Linked DNA regions of Mus musculus: region 1 is linked to region 2. Evidence: chromatin contacts called from public Hi-C data. All regions are on one chromosome and are shown on one strand. The core of a region is the stretch at or near the end of the contact, and the rest is flanking DNA. Distances in the headings are between cores, read along the strand shown.

Evidence for each region. A called contact is a pair of places that touch in the nucleus more often than the background predicts.
Region 1: a Hi-C map of uterus shows a contact between it and region 2, with 2.7 times the contacts expected there. The contact joins the promoter of Csf1 here to the enhancer-like site in region 2. A contact is called at or near these places in 19 of 39 promoter capture datasets (the 3T3-L1 cell line, 3T3-L1-derived adipocytes, the C10 cell line and 13 more), 3 of 15 datasets of contacts at CTCF or cohesin (the NIH/3T3 cell line and large pre-B cells), 139 of 484 Hi-C or Micro-C datasets (8-cell embryo, the AML12 cell line, B cells and 79 more), 11 of 115 datasets of contacts at active chromatin or transcription factors (the 230-238 cell line, VIP interneurons, bone marrow-derived dendritic cells and 7 more) and 5 of 9 other capture datasets (adipose tissue, embryonic tail, liver and 2 more).

The regions. Positions count from the first base shown.
Region 1 is chr3:107,755,631-107,762,899 of GRCm38.p6, forward strand. Csf1 (colony stimulating factor 1 (macrophage)) reads right to left here and starts at 4,839. Exons shown (of 9, transcript NM_007778.4): 1 at 4,395-4,839; 2 at 987-1,109. The coding sequence starts at 4,433. All of the region lies in intron 1 of Gm40121 (a long non-coding RNA gene), which reads left to right.
Region 2 is chr3:107,711,481-107,718,688 of GRCm38.p6, forward strand. All of the region lies in intron 1 of Gm40121 (a long non-coding RNA gene), which reads left to right. Among named protein-coding and RNA genes, the nearest start is that of Ahcyl1, 19 kb to the left of the region's middle. Within about 2 kb of position 2,676, at least 22 of the 459 cell types and tissues checked have an H3K27ac peak or open chromatin away from gene starts, as enhancers often do. A contact at or near this core is called in stem cell-derived motor neurons and uterus, where this site is marked.

The DNA.
Region 1 (7,269 bases), core at 3,589-6,088, 46 kb after region 2:
TGGGGAAAAGCTGTATCTTCCAAATACCCAGAGTACTTAAAAGCCAACAACAGACACTTCTACTTTGACCTATGAAATTGCACAATCTAGTCTGTATATGGAAGAATTATCTCTAGGAAAATATAGGATGTAATCTTTTCTGGAAGGTGGTAAGCACTCTATCATGAAAAGCCTCAGGGAGAGGCTGGCTGAGCTCTGGGGAGTCTGGGTCTCTAGCCCTTGCCTCTCCCTGGAGCAGAGACCACGACAGCACTCATGGCCTTGGGCCTGCCATGGAAGCTGCATGCATAGGGTGCTGTTAAGAAGGGAGATTGGGAAGGTCAGCTCGGGGGCCCAAGTTCAGGCTCTGCACATGGCCTTACCCACTGGTGCCCCACCCTGCCGGGCTTGTGGAATAAATTCTTTAGTGAGAGGAGCAGGAACCATGACAACAACTGGATCCTGCCTGGCTAGATGACATTTAGAATTGTTGAAGATTGCATTAAGCCTATTAGAATGGGACCTGGGTTCCTTCCTGGCCCAGATGAGCAGGGCATTCCAACCTCAGGGGCAAGGATCAGGGGAATGAAGGCAGAAGGCGCAGAGTTAGGCTAGAGCCTCCCATCTAAATTTGGGTGGGGCCCTGGTGCCAGGCGCTCAGGGATCTGGCTATCCAGGAGCAGGATGAACCATCTGGACCCAGCAGGCAGACTGGGCTGACTTCCCAAAGGAGGCATTGTCTGAGTCAGAGCAGGGTCAAGGAGCAGTTTAGAATCCATAGTGGACATTCCTGGACAACCATTAACCCAGGCAGCAGTTAGAAGCCCACCCTAGTCACTACAGGTGACCCAGACTAAGGGGTTGGGAGGACCTAAAAAGATCAATGAGAGAAGTACCAGGAGAGCCATTATCCACTTGACTGTTTTCTGGAAGCCTCTCTTTGACTCTGCCTTCTGGCTTGCTACCTCAGTTTCCTCAGTGAGGAGAAGGCATGGTCTCATACTCACCAACTGCTGCAGGACCTTCAGGTGTCCATTCCCAATCATGTGGCTACAGTGTTCTGACACCTCCTTGGCAATACTCCTGCTCATGAGGAGACAGACCAGCAGCAGCCGGGAGCCCAGCCATGTCTATAACAGAAGGGAGTCATGTCTTTCCAGCACTTCCTCTCCCTAGCTACCCCCATGTCCCACTAAGGGCAAAGAAACAACGCCCCATTCCCATGCTGCAGCACCATTAGATTCTTATCAGCCAGGGCACCACCTCACTCTTCCCTTGGTAATAGCCCAAATGCCATCTTCTCCAAGAACTCTTCTGAGGTTAACCCAGAGCAGCTCAACAATACAGAGTACTTTAAAAGACAATTTTAAAAGGCTTACTGTTTTTGTTTTGTGTTTATGAATATTTTGCCTGCTTGCATGCACACACTCTATGTGCTTCCTTCTTGGAATCTCCTGGACCTGGAGGTATGAATGGTTGTGAACCATCATCTAGATTCTGGGATTTGAACCTGGATCCACTGCAAGAGCAACAAGTGTTTTTAAATGATGAGCCACCTTTCCATCTTACAGAGAATGTCTAATGATAATACTGGTGGTGTGCCAACCAGTATAAGTTTTAGTGACTGAGAGACTCAAGGGTAAGATTTTCTATCCTTTTAACTTTTAACACTGAGACAAATAGATACCTTGTAAGCTGCCTTCAAACTTGTGGTCAGTCACTAGCTTTCAGATTGCAAGCCAGAAACACTCATTACCCCTGGCACCTTCCTTCCTTCCTTCATTCCTTCCTTCCCACCTGGTTACACAGGTCTGGTTCTACAGGGGAAAATACCAGGATGCAACACTGGGAACTCAGCTCCAGTGGGAGACCTCCTAGAGCCTTGGACTTGCATTTCAAGAGGAGTCCAGCTGACTAATCAAGGACAATGCTGTGTTTCCCTGCTGGCATCTGTTTATCTGAGACCCATCAGGCCCTTCATCTAGTCAGCAAACTCTTGCCACAGCAAGAAAGTTCTCTCCTTTCCGTCAGCACCCACCTGGCCCTGCAGCTGCTCATCCCTAGAGTCCTAGGTCTGGCTCCTGACACCTGACTGGGTCCTTCCTTTCTCCTTTCTTCCTTCCTCCTCCTCTACTCTAAAATCCTTCCATCCCTTCGGGCTCCAATAGGGTATCCCGGGAGATGCCAGCCTGGGGCAGAGGGACTCTTGGGCTTTCTTTCCCTGGCCTGATGCTGCCATTCTGAGCATTCTGGCTGCTGATATCCCCCAATTCAGGGAAATGCTGGCAGGGTGGAGTGATGACTGGCACCTTCTTGGATCTGGCTCTGCCCCAATAGTCCAGATGATGAGACAAATGTTGCAAATAGGAGCGCATTGGAAAAACACAGGGAGGCTATGAAACAGTCCATAACAACACTGGGTTACATCTAAAAGCCCAAAGCCTTGCCAGTGAGTACCAGGGAGGAAAGGCAGCTTTGGCTGGGCCATGCGGAGGGAAGAGTGAGGCCTTAAAGGGTGGAAGATGCTGATGGGTGTTAAGGCACAGGGTTGCCTAATGCCATTACGCACAGGACCTGTTAGGTTCCTTGCCTGACCTTAGAGAGAGAGAGAGACAGAGAGTCAGAGACAGACAGTCAGAGACAGACAGTCAGAGACACAGAGTGACAGACACAGAGAGACAGGGAGAAAGAGGTGGGGGAGAGGGTGCAGCCAGCTATGGGTTGATAAACTGCATTGGGCATGGTTGGGCAATTGGAAAGTTAGTCCTGAGTGGGAGTGGCAGCCCGGGTCTCCTGAACCCCAGTCTCAGAACCTGTTAAAGGAAATGACTGCAGAAGATGACTCTGGCCCAGGCTGGTATCACTCAGCCTGTCAGTCCATGTGTGTATGGTATGAAGGAAAGGACCCGGGAATGGAGATGTTCAGAAATATCTCAACCCAGGAATTTCAAGCCATTGATGTTTGGAGATAGCAAGATAAAGACATTACTTCAGGGCTACCTGGCTTTTGGTGGCATTTCAAGCATGCACAGAAATAATGCACAGCTGCTGGCTTCAAAGATGACCAGCCACTCCTGGATCTGGCTCTGTAACCCCAATGCTGCCATAGACAGGGATACAGATGGACACCCAAGGGTTAATACTCTAGCCTGCATCTGGCTGGACAGGCTCTTCCTGGCTTGCTTCTTCCTCCCACCCACTGCCTCAGCCTCTGACTATGAGAGCAGCCTGGAAACTGCGGCAGTCTCTGAGCACTTCAAGACATCATGTTCCATTTTCCAATCAGTACAGTCTGCAGACAGAGACCCGGCCTGACTGCCTGGCTGAACCTCGGCCTCCTCTCTTTCCTCTTATGTCTCCTTGTAGTCTTTCTTTTCTTCCCTCTTCTCTCTTTATGCTTGTTGCATGTGGGATAACTTCCTCCCTTCCCCTCCTCCTAACCCCACCTTCTGCCTCTCACTGAGCCCCTCTCTCTGCTGTTCTACTTTTCTCTCCTCCCAGACACCTGCAACGCGCTGCCCATCACAAGTTCGGTTCCTACCCTCCAGGTTTTCCCTCTCATTCTCTTCTGAAGCAAACCCACTTGCTGTGGATTGAAAGTACCATCCTTCACTCTGTAAGAGCCATGCTATCATCTGCTGCCATTACTGGAGACAGCTTCTGAGCAGCCCATTATCAGCTGCAGCTCTGAACTCTCCTTGCACTTTCTTTCCTCAGTCAGCCGCAGAGTCTAGAATAGCCCCATCTCATTTTCTTCAAGAAAAGATTCGGGTCCAGCTCCCCTCAAAGAGCCACCCAAGTCCCTAATAGTTCCTACACATCCATTGAACAAGTAGCAGCATGCCCATCTCTCTCTCTCTCTCTCTCTCTCTCTCTCTCTCTCTGCCAACAGGTTGCTCAGCACAGGTCCTGGTGTAAAGCTGAGTGAGCCTGAATTTTCCCTACCCTGAAGGCCCACTCCCAACTGGGGCCTAAAACATGTGCAACAACCAAAGAAAGATATCTACTGGGGATGATGCCACACTCGGATCTTGTGTCACTCGGAACCTGGAGACCTGGTTGACCATTCTGGCAGACATTGGGCCTGTGCCAATCCCTGCGATACCCCCCCCCCCCAGACCCCCATCTCTCTCTCCAGCCTGTGGGTAGCTCAGTGTTCTCCTCCGTGCAATGGGATGAGCAGCCTTCTCTTTACCTCGCAAAGCGCTGCAGCCCCAGGAGCAGCTATTGAAATACCGCGGGCCTCAGCCGTAGCTTAGAAGCAGTAAGGAAGCCAGAACCCAGGGCCGAGAAGCCTGGGCAGCTGGCGAGAAGGGGCTGTCCGCTCCAAGTGGCCCCGCAGAGCCGCCTGCTGCTTGCTGCAGAGCTCCTGCCCCAGCCCGGCCCGGGCCCCGCGCGCCACGGTTGCAGCTTACCGAAGAAGGGCAGCGCCCCGCGGCGCCCCGCGCGGTCATACGGGCAGCTGGGTCCCGGCACGGCGTGTTGGCCGCCCTGGTTCGCTCGCTCCCTTGCTCGCTAGTGGCTGAAGAGCCCGCGCCCCGGTCGAGGGCCACGCCGCTGTCCTGGGATGCAGAGAGCCGCAGCGACACCGAGAGCACCGAGGCAAACTTTCACTTTCCCCTGGCCGAGCTTCGCTGGCCAGCCCTCGGCACAGCCTTTTAAGCGGGCGGGCTGGCGGGGCATGTGGTTTATGGGAAATCACCCTGGCTCTCCGCCAGACACACACAGACATACACACACACAAACACACTCACAGGCACTGACACATACTACACCCCAGAGGCCCACTGAGCCGCCGACTCCCTTCCCCCAAGCGGGCCGCCTGGTCGTCCCCGCTAGCTCTCTTCCCCGTCGCTCTGTGGCTGTGCAGCCTCCTCAAAGTAACCCGGGCTCCACCGCCCTCCCCCGCCCTTCTCGAGCTCTGGACAAGACACTGCCTTTCCTTCTGTGCTCGCCACTCTTGTCAATCTCGTGTGATTGTTCTCGGTCTAATGCTGGCCCCTAGGGACTTTCCCTCAAGGCCCGAAAATCCTCAAATCTGAGCAGGAAACGGACAGAGTACATTGAACAGGACTTGAATGGGGATGGACCAACGCCTCTCTGCTGCAGCTCCATTCAAGTCCCTCATGGAACCCAGGGCAGCAGGTTTGCAGATTGGCTTGCTCCCTCCTATGCATTGTTCAAAGAATCTACTATACTACTATACTATCCTCTCCCCTGGCTGTAGGGAGAAGTGGGGAGCATCCAGCTACCTGGGTAGGAGAGGAAGGACTTGGTCCTGTGACAACTAGCTGGGTGTTTCTGCACTCTGCCAGGAGACACTTCAGGTGCTTAACCTGAAAGCACTGGCTGGCCCCCTGCTCCTGGGCTGCCAAACCCAGCTTATGTGGAAAGGTTGGTGTGCCTGGACTCTAGATTTCCCTCAACTCTGTTGGAAATGCATTTGTGCAATCACATTTTGTCTTTACATGAGAATGGATCTAGATTAACCTATCAAGAGGAGCCTATTAATTATATTGCCAACGTCAGGATCTTTTTCTTCCTTCCATTTATCCTGATTCAATGTGTTTCAATCCCGTCATGCCCAGATGAGTGGTCTGGTCTCAAAGGGGCACTTTTGTCACGTGTCCTCCATTTCCTTGCACTACCTAGCTCAGAGCAACAACGTCCCTCATAAACCTTTGCTCAGGCTGCTTCCTCGGACATGAAGTCTTCCTTTCCCCCATCCATCTTAAGGTGAATGTCTCACCTTTTAAGGTTATAATCACATCTTATCCTTGTCTTGCAAAGCCTTCTGGGATGCTTCAGGCTGATGGATAATTCCTTCTTTCTGTGTTCCCACTGGACGCAACCCATTCCTCCCAGTTAAGTTGGCATTCATTCATTCATTCATTCATTCTCTACATTATTTTAAACTGGTGGTTCTCAACTTGTGGGTGGCAACCTCTTTGGGGGGTCACAAGTCAGATATCCTGCATATCATATGCTTTACATTATGATTCATAACAGTAGCAAAATTACACTTGTGAAGTAGCAATGGAATAATTTTGTGGTTGGGGCGCCACCACAACATGAGGAACTGTATTGAAAGGTCTCAGCATTGAGAAGGTTTAGAACCACTGAATACTAGTGATAGTAGTGATTACGTTTAGAATCACTGAATACTAGTGATAGTAGTGATTACGTTTAGAACCACTGAATACTAGTGATAGTAGTTATTACGTTTAGAATCACTGAATACTAGTGATAGTAGTGATTACGTTTAGAATCACTGAATACTAGTGATAGTAGTGATTACGTTTAGAACCACTGAATACTAGTGATAGTAGTGATTACGTTTAGAACCACTGAATACTAGTGAGAGTAGTGATTACGTTTAGAACCACTGAATACTAGTGATAGTAGTGATTACGTTTAGAATCACTGAATACTAGTGATAGTAGTAATTACGTTTAGAACCACTGAATACTAGTGAGAGTAGTGATTACGTTTGACCTGCACCCTGAGCTGGGAGGCTTCCTCTGGGTAGCACCCCATTTCACTTCACTCCGAACTGATAGACATAGCACATAATAGGAATTAAATTAACTGGGCAGTTGGAATGGATGAGTCACTTGACAGACATTCACTGCTAACTACAGGCCAGTGTAACAGTGACCGTGATAATATGGCCCCCTACTCAGATGTGAGCCACTGGAAGCTGAGGGCTTGGGACTCAGGGCTTCTCGGAGGAATGCAGAGATAGCACTTGGCCAGAGACATGATCAAGGCTTATTTCCTTCTTTGGTGGAATAGTCTTTATTCTGGTCTGGAACAATAAAGATTTAACCACAGCTCTTAAGACAAAAAGCAAGAGGAAGCCATGTAAGTAAGATATGCCTGCAGAGTAGCTGAGAAAAAGATCACATTTTACTGGTTCCATCCTCCTTTACAAACCGGTTTCTGCCCAGGCTTATGGAACTTGGAGTTAGAGCATCTTCTACATCAGCACAAGGACCACTCAGCCATCCATCACATAAGTGCAAAGCATGGAACCCCTTTCCCATCCTACTGAAACCCTTCACATATTACCTGAATCCACCATTTACAAGAAACCTGCCCTTGACAGCTCTGCCCAGTCGTTTGCATTGTGGCTGTGGATGGATGCACATCTTTTGCTCTCAAAGTCTATAAAATGAAGCCAATGATTTCTCTTCATCAAGTTATTGGGCAAACTAAAGCAAACGTGTGTGTGTGTGTGTGTGTGTGTGTGTGTGTGTGTGTGTGTGTATACCATGGCATTTGTGTAGG
Region 2 (7,208 bases), core at 1,426-3,925:
TTTTACATTGAAGTTTTAACTACCTTGACATTAATTGTTTTAATCACACAAACAGAGCCTCCTTTTCTGGGGCTCTTCCTTTTGTCAGGTACGCCTGTCTGTGACCTGTGCCCCTATATTCTTGTCTTTGAAGAGCTTTTTAACATTTCAAGTAAGGCAGGCAACACATTTCCTGGTTTTGTCTTAAGCAATCTATTTCTTCTTCACGTTTTTTTTTTTTTTTTTTTCTGATTCCAGATGGAATCTTGAATGTGGCCCAGGCTTATCTTGAACTCCCAAGTTCAAGTCACCTGTACCTGCCTTTGCCTTCCGTTGCTGGGGCTCCAAGGCATATACCTCAGTACCCACTCTGTTCACTTTCGGAGCCTCCTTTCTCACAATTCCAGACTGTCTTTTCCTTCCCCCTCAGCGTAGTAAGCATTTCACATCACACTTTTCTCATTTGCTTGGTTTTGGAGGAATTCCTGTCTTCACTCCTGTGTAGGTAAGGCTTCTTTTCCCCTGATGTTTAAATATCCTAGGTGTGGTTTTTGTTACTGTTGGTGTTGGTGTATTCATTTCCCTCTATATCTCAGATGGGGTGTGCTAGTGAAAGGAGTGCTGAGAAAAAGGCCATTTGGTGTACATGCATGTAGATAGTGGGAGTGAATACTCAGTAACATGCCAGATAATTCAGCCTGGTGTTGGAGCTATGAGCTCACAGGGCTTCTTAGTCTCTGCCCGCACACCTCTCACTGAACGACAGAGAGGAGTTGTGCTGTCACTGAGTAATTCCCTTCTTTCTGTTATTAGACTCTGGAAAAACTTCATTAGGACTGCCCTCAAGGGACCTATTTTCCCTCGAGGGCAGTCCTAACACACTGTTCTCTGGCCTTGGTATTTCATAATGCCTGTTCTTCCCCAGAAGTATCAGATTTTTTTTTTCCTCTAAAACAGTGGTTCTCAACCTTCCTAATGCTGCAACCCTTTAATACAGTTCCTCATGTTGAGGTGACCCCCAACCATTAAATTATTTTCATTGCTACTTCATAACTGTAATTTTGCTACTGTTACGAATCAAAGTCTATATTTTCCGACGGTCTTAGGTGACCCAAAGGGGTCACAACCCACAGGTTGAGAATGCTGCTCTGTAGTCTTTGGGAGAAACTAGAAGCCCCTGGACTAGAAGTAATGAAGATTTCCCCCACTCTGTCCCACTGTCTGGGACCCACTGAAGTCTTCACAGCTTGAGCTGGTTATACACTGAGCACTAACTAGCAAGTCCTCCACTACAATCTAGGCTTTCTTACCCTGGTTCCTGGGAGCTTTCTGCTCCAGTTCTCTGCTGAGTTGTAATTCTCTGTATCTGCATTTCTGATTGTAGGGCGGGGCACAGTTTTCCCTGAGGCTCCTTTGCTTTGAGGGATCTAAGAACACCTGCTGATTTTTCAGTTTGTTCAGACTTTTGCTTTTTGTTTTCCCTTGTTGAGATGAAGTGATGACTCCCCAACTAGTTCCTCACATACTGGATATGAAACAGCTAATTAAAATAATTTAATTGTTAAAATGTTACATTTTATCATATTTTTAAATTTTTTAAATGAACAAGTAAGGAGTTGATCAGTGGGGAGCAGACATAAGGAGTAAGGTGATTTTTCCAAATCTCTGCCACCATTATGTCAAATTCAACATATTTGGAACCCTTTATTTAACCTTCTGTATTAGCTACTTTTGAGTTAGTGTGACCATAACACCTGACAGAAACAGTGTAAGGAGTAGCTTTGGCTTATGGTTTTTAGAGCATTTGAGACTGTGGCAAGGAAGGCATGGCAGAGGGAACTTGTGGCAGAGGCTGCTCATGTCAGTGCTAGGCAGAAAGCATACAGGGACAGAGGATCAGGCATCAGGTATAACCTGCAAAGGCACATTCCTCTTGACCCACACAGCCAGCCATGCCCTATCTTCCATGGCATCCCAAAAGAAGTGTCCCTGGGGAGTAGCATCCAAAGCCTGAGCCTATGGAAGACATTTCCTATTCATCCACAGCACTTACCTGGCTCCCTGTGTTCTTGAGTCTTAGTGCATGCCTGTTGAAATTTCTATCAGCTATCCATGTTCAAAACTGTAACTCATATTTGACACTATTCCTACCTAAAGTTTTATCAGTTGTCATAACATGTCTATTATGCATCTGCAACTTAGTTTATATCTATTTTTCTCTAATCTTCTTGCTCCTTCCATTGTTCTTCATTGCTCCCCAGAATTTTCATAACATCTTCATAAAAGTCAGCTTTGGGCAGGGTGGTGGTGGCAGCATCACTACACGCCTTTAATCCCAGCTCTTGGGAGGGAGAGGCAGGCAGATCTCTGTGAGTCTGAGGCCAGCCTGCCTTACAGAGTGACCAGTACAGTAATTCCTAGACAGCCAAGGCTACACAGAGAAGCCTTGTCTTGAAAAACAAAACAAAACAACAAGAAGTCAACTTTAGAGTCAGAATAACATGAAATTAAACCCTGGCTCTACCACTGTAACTGTCTGGCCTTCAGCACAATACAGTTACCTTTTAAGTGCAGGCACCATCTGCCAAATTGATGCAGCAACACTCAAATTAGGAGATGGCTCTGAGGACTGAAAACCATGTGGGCCAGCACTATGTCTTAAGTGCACTATTAATTTTATTAAGCAAAGCAATCTCTGCAAGACTTTGACCATCTGCTGGGTGCAAAGTAAGTACTTAGCTTTTGATGGCTGCTTTATATGATTATTCTTTACCTGGGTCCCACTGAATTTTACTGATCATTTTAATCATGCCTGTCCCTTGTTCAGAACCTTTCTTTAGTCTCTCTTACCTTTTGCAGTAAACTCAAAGTCCTTTCCCAGGCATTCAAAGCTGTTCCCAATTGTTTCCTTTTCTTTTCAGTTTTACTACTTGCTCACTGCACCCCAGACATACCCTTGCTGTTTTATTTCTCTCTAGTTTATTCGATCTCTCGCCTCTTGCTGGCCCCTGGCTGGAATGCTCTTTCTTCTTCCATGTTGCTCAGTAAATATTTGCTAAGTAACTAGATTGTGTTCTTTGGAAAGACTTTCAGAGAAGCCAGTTGCATCCAACCATATGCTCCTCCTGTGATGGAGACACACAGGGAAAATTATGTTTACTTTTGGCCAGACTCTGTAGGGGAGGCATGTATACAAATGGAGAAGTTTCAAAGAAGTCCCTCCTGTTCTACCACCCTCCTCCTGAATGCCAAGGCTGTAACTGACCGTGCTAGACTCTGCTGTGTCAAGTAACCTCCCGGTCCAGGGTACTGGTACTGATTAGAGCAGTTTTAGCATCCTCTGGAGAGAGTAGAGGACAGCTGCAGCATCAGCAAACATTGCACAGGAATTTAGAATATGTTTCTAAATTTTGCTGTAGTGGAAAAAAAAAGTCTCTGACTAAGATGAGCCTGTGCGCTAAAAGGATGGGTGAAAGGGGCTGAGGCTGCATGGAGCTCTGGCCCGTGGTGCCTGGGGCATCTCTGCTTCTCTTGTGTTTTGAGAATGTATGGTATGAGAAAGTAAATATCTGTCAGGGGCTGGGGAAAGGCAAACCAGCAGAATGTTATCTACTTCTATGCTATCCGGGCCTAACAAGGTCCTCTAAAAGGGAGCTTTACCAAAGACACAGAAGACTTTCTACTTGTGGACTTTTTCCTGGGAGATATAAACACATGTCTACTTAGTCTTGATAGGGCACCAATGGCAGAGCAAAGGAACAGTTCTTCCCTAGTCCGGTATGGGTGATGGTTTCCCCATGGATGTATGGACTTTTACCCTTCAGTGAACTTCTCACTCTTAAGGTGAGAAGGTGTCCCTTTAAGGTTTCCCTTAAGCACCATCTGAAAGTTTGTAGAGCTGGGACAGAAATACACAGAGCAAAGAGGGGCAATACAGGAAGGAATGGCTGGAACCTCAGGTGACCTTCTTATGCCCCTTAGCCCCTTCTTCTAAGAGGAAACATCAACAGGACTCATCTTGAGGGTCACTTGAAAGTAGCCACAGCTATTCTGATTAAGACTGCAGTTAGTATTATGTTCAGAGGGTAGTGTTCCACCAGGACTACAGAATGGGGCGGTTCAGGTGAAGTCTTTCTTCTCTGAGCACTGGGTTCTCATCCAGGGAAGAGCATCTGGTTCAGAACAAGCTTCTTGTTGAAAATGCTAAGACGTGTTTACAACATTTGGAGCGATAAGTGTAGGAGATGACAAACAGGCTTACCCCGCTGAGTAATTTATCAGCATCTTAGCCTATCTTAACTTATACTATCTAGCTTGTTAAAAGGCCTTTAGTTTAATTCCCACAATACACCCAACTTTTCATTTGTTCAGAGAAAGAGATGTGTTTAAGCCTGGAGCAAGCTCTGAAATCAGATGAATTTGACTTTGAAACAGTTTCAACCACTTGCTAGCTCTGTGAGCTTAGAACTTAGAAACATTCTGAAATTTAATTTCCTTGTTTTGATAAGTTGAGTGGCAGTGCTGAGGTTAAGGTTTTTTGTAAATATTTAATAAAAAAAGTGTGTAGAGTGCCCGACAGAGTTGGTACTCAATATTGAATGACTGTTGCCACTATGGTTTCTGGAGTGTTTCCACACCACTCCATTCTCCATCCAAATTGCCTTCTTGAAGGCCATTCAACTACAAATGTGACAGTACTTCACCCTCTCTACTTGCTGTCTCAGTAACTATGAATAATCACAGTGTAGAGCTCAGTGGCAGCCTCATCACATGACCTTCCAGTTGCTATCACTCTCCTGGGTGTTTCTGACTTTAGTACAAGAAACTGATGCTCACAAAAGAACAGGGACTTGCCCAAAGCAAGGGCAGCTTTGGAGTCACAGCTTAAATCCTTGGTTTCCAAAGCACATGCTCTTTCCACTTATCTAAGTTCTACTCACCTCAGACACGAGAGCTCTCTAATTTCTGAACACAATGATCAGAAACACTAGTTGCTTCCTATGATGTTCAGACCCTTTCACTCAGTCTGCCATTGTAAATGCACTTCATTCATTTATTTATTTATTCATTCGTTTGCATTTGCTCAGCAAATGTTTACTGAGTTTGTATTAGGCACCAGGGATCTTAAAATGGTTAAAACAACCCGTATCTTCAAAGAGCTCACTCTCTTGTGGAAAAGATAGACACTTATGTAAGAAATTGGAGAATATGGAACTAGAGGACCCCAGAGTTCAGAATGGTGGGTTTGAAGGTAGGTGTGGCTGTATCAGGTAAGGTTTTAAAAGGAGGCAGTTTGAGTTGATTCATTATGTTGCTCTGTATATTGACCATCTAGAAGTGTGCTTTAAGTTTAAGCAAGTTTTCTATTTTAGGTTCTATTCAAAGCTGTAGGCCTAAACTGAGACACAGTCTCTTCCAGTCTATGCCCTCATGGAATTTACATGCCAACCAGGAAAGAAGGACCATAATTAGTCAAATGCCATTAAAATTGTATGGGTATCATGCCGGAAGAATGTAAGAGCTACTTCGGTGGTAAGGGTGGTCAAGTGGATGTACAGCCATTAAGGAAGTGGTTAATTCCATAGGGCAAAGGTTGTTTTGGAAGTCCAGTTTACTTTAAACATGCTTTGTGTGTTCATTCCTGTCTTGCTGGACTCTCTCTCCACCCCTCTTGAAATTCCTCTGAGGATGTCCCACAGACCATGCCAAGTAAAAATAGCACAGCTAAAGTTACATTGTATTTTACAAAATTTTCCAGGGATAGAAGCTATAATTTAGACCATAATGCATCAAGATAGGATGATGTCTCCATAATTAACAACATCTAAGGAGATGGGTATATTACTAATCACAATCAAACTGTGTATTACATGACCACTATTGCCTTCTATGAAGTGGACATTAGCTCAACATCAAGTCTGGCTCTCCAAATGCATGGCTCTCTTCTAGAAATCATTTCTCAGACCTTGCAAACCTTAGACATACTAGGGAAGAGTACGTGTAGTAAGAGGTCAGAAACTTAGACTACAACAAATGAGTTATACACACTAACTATACATTACTGCATCTGTAGTTCATCATTTTGCACTGCACTAGGATGAGGGCTGAGCAAGGAACACAGCGGCACTGATGACTGCCACTGGATATGAGACATGGCTTTTCTACCAACGGATCAAGGCGGTGCAGCTCATAAGGGCAAGGCAGCTATCGTCCTGTGGAATACATGTTGACAAGGGACTGGAATGAGATTCTCTCCTCCCAGCTCCTGTAGTAGGGGGTTCTCATCATCCTCTCCCCACCTCAGATCTTAGGCTCTTTCTCTGGTTCTCAAAATCAAGTGAACACAAGATACAGTATCTGAGGAATGCACAAACATTTTATCAATGAGATTCTCATAAAGAAGTGAAGATCCAAAGAGATGGACAAAGCAGTAAGGCTTTTCATGCAAGGAAAAATTAATTTATGAAGAAATCGCAGGACTGGCTGTGTCCTGGGCTAGGGGCAGTGAATTTTAGGGTGGTTGCTGAGAGGACTGTGGTGGGGAGGAAGACACTGATGGAAAGACAGGGTCACTCCACTGAGTTTGTTTATTAGTTCCCTTGCTGCAGCATTCCCAGCCTGGCAGTGAGCACTGTTTGCTTGGTTGGTCCAGGAACAAGGAAAACCCCAAAGAAATCTTTACAGCCTGCTAAACCTATGAAAGGGAGGGCTGGGTAGTACTTTCTGCAATGCTGGTTTGCCCAGCAGCATCCGTCTGAGTTAAGCAGTGTATCAATACAGAGTATTTAGGGGTATATTGTTCTTAACTCCTTTCCCACATCCCTTTGACATTCGCCTAACTGAGCAACTTGTAGCTCATGACACTCTGGTCAACTTCATGAGGTGACAACTTGTGATTTCCCCTCCTCTCTTGGCTTTACTTTTATTTTCCCTTCACTTTGTTATCTTGGGATTGCATGCACTCAATAAACCATTAGCATCTAAACTTTGTTTCCTAGAGAGCCTGACCCATGCTCATAAAGAGCTATCATAAAACAGAAAGACAAACAACTTTATAAAAAACTGAAAAGAGATGAGTTGTTTATGAAGAAACTCAATGTAAATGTAAATGACTCTTAACACTGTGGAAGGACATTCAGTGACAACAGCAGAGTAAAAGTGAGGGCTGTGTACCTTTGCAGCACTTGTATTGCATGCCGTGTCAACAGACACTCTCGTTGCTGGTGGAG